2 separate regions of the Arachis hypogaea genome follow, and region 1 is linked to region 2. A link is a contact called in public Hi-C data. All regions are on one chromosome and are shown on one strand. Each heading gives the region's core, a stretch centred on a gene start, on an enhancer-like site or on the middle of the called end of the contact. The rest is flanking DNA. Distances are from core to core; before and after follow the strand shown. Region 1 has its middle 39 kb from the start of LOC112796666. Region 2 has its middle 14 kb from the start of LOC112798406.

The links. A called contact is a pair of places that touch in the nucleus more often than the background predicts.
Region 1: a Hi-C map of leaf shows a contact between it and region 2, with 1.8 times the contacts expected there. The contact joins two enhancer-like sites. A contact is called at or near these places in 2 of 8 Hi-C or Micro-C datasets (both in leaf).

The regions. Positions count from the first base shown.
Region 1 is chr4:36,511,123-36,513,822 of arahy.Tifrunner.gnm2.J5K5, forward strand. No RefSeq gene overlaps it. Among protein-coding and RNA genes, the nearest start is that of LOC112796666, 39 kb to the right of the region's middle. Within about 2 kb of position 1,304, at least 3 of the 3 cell types and tissues checked have open chromatin away from gene starts, as enhancers often do.
Region 2 is chr4:36,039,765-36,042,464 of arahy.Tifrunner.gnm2.J5K5, forward strand. No RefSeq gene overlaps it. Among protein-coding and RNA genes, the nearest start is that of LOC112798406, 14 kb to the left of the region's middle. Within about 2 kb of position 1,282, at least 1 of the 3 cell types and tissues checked has open chromatin away from gene starts, as enhancers often do.

The DNA.
Region 1 (2,700 bases), core at 54-2,553, 470 kb after region 2:
ATTTCCTCTTTAGTTAACAAAATTTCTTTAATCATGATTAGTGTTGATTATAGATCTATAAATCTATAATGATGAATATCCTTCTTTTTCCTGGAAGCTTCTTGTTCACATAAAAATATAACCCTAACTATTATTTGTCAAACAACTCAATGGTTCCAACTTAGTGGCAATTAATATAATGCAAGAAGGAAAATATAAAAATTGACCAGACATTTGAAAACAACATGACAATAATTATCGTATATATTTTGGATGCATGCTTTTGAAAAGAGCAATCAATCAACGATGTTGGTCCTTATTAACGCGTATATGAATAATTGGATGCATTAATGTGAATGAATATGAATTACGAGTCACACATAAGGTTGAAATTGAAGAGACAAAATGATAGCCCCCATTGACAAATAAAGCAAGTTTCTAGTGAAACCACAATTTGCAAAAGCCAACAATTAAATGAGAACCAAACGGATAGAGATTTTTCCTGCGTCACTTTCCGATGCCACCCCGCTAAGCACCATTCTTGATACGATTTTTTTTTTTAAAAAAAAAAAACAAAACTATGTATATCGTTTCAAAGTATCATTCGATTTAAAAGTTTGTTTTATTAAGAAAATTAATATATTTGGATATAATATGTTGAATCTTTAATATATCTAAATTTCAAAGTAATAAATGTAATAAAACACCAGTCTAAACTAGGAACGTACATGATTGAGATTAGACTTGAATTCAATTCTAATATTTTATCTTATTTATTTTAAAAACCTAAATCTAATTTTAAATTTATCCAAAATAAATCAAGTTAAATTTGATCAATCTAATAAATAATTAGTATATAATTTTATAAATTTCATTTTTAAAAATTAAATTTTAAAAAACTATATCATATAATATGACAATATTAATTAAAATATAAATATATAATATTTTAATTATAAAATACAATTTCAGATGAAATCAAGTCTATTTAAAGTATAACTCGAATTTTAGCTCGAAAATCACAAAGGATAAAATTATAAATTTAAACATGACCAAATATATTTTAAATTTGGACCAAATTTTGGTTTGGACGGATCTTTAACAACCCTAGTCTAAACGAACTTTTTTGTTGAAGATTTAAAATTTGTGACTTTAGTTTTTAAAAAAAATGTATGACTTATCCAATCCATTGATGATAACGACAAACCTGTGTGAATTACGAATAATTAATTTCTTTTTAAAAAAACTAATTTAGAGTGTTTTGAAGGGTCACGTAGATAAGTGAAAGTAGTATTAGAAGGGAGCCCACAAGAGGAAAGAGGGGTGTGTGGACCAATATGAATATGAACATCTATATCTGGGAGTGATGTAAAAGGATGATTGTTTTCTTTGTCTCCTTTCCGAGTTTGAAATCAATTTTATATGGTGGAGTACTCGTTTGGCTTTAGTGACGAAGTTGATATGATTAAATATACGTTTTTGTTTGTTTCTTTGTTTTAAAAACAAGTGGAAAACCCACAAAATTTGCACCACCCTCTCTCATCATTTTTCTAATTACACGACTTGCATTGGTTCCATCTCAAACTATCTATCACACATGTCTCTTTCTTTCATCACATGGAGCTATGTTAAATAAACAAACCCAATCAAATAAAAGGTCAAAAAAACTATTATTATTATTTTTTTAAATAGTTATTCGTTAGTGGGTGGAAAGCAACCACATGGCATATATATTAGCATATCCACGCGTTAGAAGTTTCAATAATAATAATTAAATAGGAGGTGTAGTACTTGGCTTAATCTAGTTTAATTTAATCTTATATCACTTATCAGAAATGAAAATTTCATCATCATGTGAGGGGAATAATTTCTATATATTATAGGAATTTTTAGTTGTCGTAGGTTATATCATATACTATTTTCCTATATTATTTTATGGAGTGTGCATAATAATGCAACTATTATTGTGCACTGAACATTCAAGTTCGTTATTGCTATTTTGAGGTTGTAATTGAAAGTAATAATCCAGCCAAATATATGAAGATATATATTATTGAACGGACGAAATTTCAAAGTACAGCACAAACTTCATCATTTTGCTAACTTTTTATTTATATCACCAAAATGATATTTATGGTCACTTAATTATTAAGGAAAAAATTAGTAAGTACAAACTGTGAGTATTTTTAATATAAAATAATAAATTTGTCAAATGATATAAGCTCCTAGGAGTATGAGCTAATAGTTGAATAAATAAATAAATAACTCACCCATGATATTAGCACTGTACAATAGTTGTGTTAGAATATATATCTAAGATATTAGTAGAGTATCCAAATCTATCTCATATTATTTTTTGTTGATTTAATTTGATATTAGATTAATCTCATTATACTTGGATTATATCTTTAACTTACAAATACCAAATTCAGTTTATAATTCATCATAAATTCTAAACAGGTTGTATATAAATTAAATGTGGAAAAATACATGATAATCCTTTCCTGATAGTGGTTAGTGTTTGAACAAATAAATTGTTAATAAACATGATAACAGATCAGATATAAATCAAATCGAAGAAGATATAACGTTAACTTTGCTCCTAGAAACACTTTATTAATTATTGTTTGATGAATGATATTTTTCATCCCAAAATAAATTAAAGATATATACAATAAAATCAATACCTTGAAAGTGGATTGAACATGTCATTATTTCAAG
Region 2 (2,700 bases), core at 32-2,531:
AAATCACAAATAATTTATTATTTATTTTCTAACAATCAAGAATTTTACAGACTTAATGATGAGTGTTGGGTTATAGTGAATTTAGGACTAGTAGAGGGAAGAAAAAATCAGAGCTCTATATTTTGTTTTTAAGAAAATTTTTCAAAAGTTTGTTTAAATATAAAAAATATTTTAAATTTTAGAGTGGTAATGAAACAAAAAAATAATATTTGTTGTAAATTTATTTTAAATAAGAGAAAGAGGGTGACCCAGCGAAGCAGCGTCGACGGTTTTGCCTCCTGCAATGAGACGGTGACCTTGAGTGTGAGAGGTGGAGCCGTAGAGACAGTAAGAGTGGACAAAGGTAGCAAACAGTAGAATGAAGAGTGAAAGTGAGAGTTAGAATTAGGGTTTTTATTTTTTATATTTGTTTTTATTTTTAAATTTAACTATTTTTATTTATGTTTAACAATTAATTTTTTAATTTAAAAAATTAATTTTTAGTCAACATTTAAGACTTGATTATTAGTAAAAGTTATATATTAATTTTATAAAAAATATAAAATAATATATACTATTTTTAAAAATTAATCATTTAATCTTTAATTTTTTATAAAAATAATTAATTAGTACAAATAATATTTTAAAAAATTAAAATTTTAAAACAAAATAAATTTATCTTAAAGATTTTAACATTTTAAAATAATTTTTTTTAGTTACAAAAATTCTTGCATTTTGTGACAAACAAATAACTTGTTACAAATAATATTAAATTTTGTGACAAATTAATTTTTTGTTACAAAATAATTAGAATTTTTTAAACAAATAGATATTTTGTTACAAAATATTTTAAACTTTTGCAAGAATTTCATCTTTTGTTACAAAATATTATAAAATTTTGTAACAAAACATTAATTCGTTACAAAAGTCAATATAATTTGTAACAAAATAATTAAGTTGTTACAAAATATCAAAATATTTTGTAACAAATTATATTATTGTTACACAACATTATTTTTATGCAACAATCACTAATTTTTATTACAAAAAATAATCTTTTATAATAATTTTAAATTTATTACAAAGTTTTTATTACAAATATTTTATTTTCTTGTAATGCCTTCTTTTCACATAGGTATTATTATTATTATTATTATTATTATTATTATTATTATTATTATTAAACGGGGCTTAAGCCCAAAGAGAGAGGAGCTAGAACATTATGATTTTATAGGGTACAGACACTTTATTTTGGTCATCAATAAAAAGAGACCCTAAATTAATAAGCGATGTCTAAGAATCAAGAACCTATGTCTAATTTAAGCTATCATTGGCGAGCCCATCTTTGTCTATCCCAATCCATCTATGTGGCAACAAAGTCCAAATGCAAAAAATGTTATTGGGTCCAAAATAAAAAAACCAAAAAATATAATCATAATCATTAACACAAAATTGTACTTACTTGATTAATTTTTTTCATTGGTCACAGTCTGTAACTTCTTATTCTAGTCAGGACGTGCCGTCCTTCAGAGAATAATATAACACGTGTTCAGCAGCTAATGTCTTTATGTCTCTTTAATAGCTAAAGAAAAATATTTCTTTCATCATCTAGCACTGCCCTTATTCTAATAGCTTCTTTTACTTTTATATTAGTGTATACTCCTGTGCCATGCACGAAAATAATAAATTGCAAGATTGTAAAAATTAAACTAATCATTGAATCGGTCAAATAACTAATTTATAATTTAATAGTTAATTTGGAATTGAACCGTAATTAAACTAATTTAATTAAATATATAATAAAATTATTAAAAATTTAATATACAATCTTAAGTATTCAAATAAAATACTCAGCATAAATTTTAATCAGCATAAATAATTTTAAATATTTAAAATTTTTAATTAATTCTAAAATCCTAATAAAATAATCTGCATAAATATTCAGAATAAACATTCACAATCTAAATACAGAAAAATCAAAGAATTCACAAATATCAAAAACAAAAATTAAGTAAAAACAAATTCAAATTCAACAATCACACCACCAATAACCCTAACTTAGAACAAAAACAAAAAAAAAAACAAAAAAATAGCAACCAATAATCAGAAAACAACAACTCAATAATCACACTAACTCCTAATCAGTAAATAAACAAACATAAATTGAAGCAAACATAAATTTCAGCCGTGAATACTCATAATTATAAACATTATTCGATTCAAGAATCATACAAACTCAGAATCATAAACTTCAAAGACAAACGAGGTTGGTACGAAACTTAACTGCCGGCAAAAGAGGAGCGGCGAGATAGAGATAGAAACAAGGGAGGAATAGCAAGATAGAGACAGAGACAAAGATGAGGGAGAAACGAAACTCAACTACTAGGAGAGAAGAACGGCAAGACAGAGATGGGGATAGGATTCAAACTGACAGTGCCTCGATCTGTAATTCCATGACCACGACGACGACGTAGAGAAGAGTAGAAGATGGCCACGAGCTTCAATATGCAAGTCTAGAGGCAACGACGTGGAGGAGAAGAGGATGGATGGCCAAGAGCTTCGAGTTGACCCTCTGTTTATCGCTGTTGGCGGCGACGACATCCTTTGGCCGACGAGAATAGTTTGACGACGACGGAGGCGGTGGCGACTGCTGCTGTTGGCTGAGAGAGAGAGGGGGTAGTGGGTTAAATTTTTTGTGTGAGGGAGGGGGAACTAGAAAGT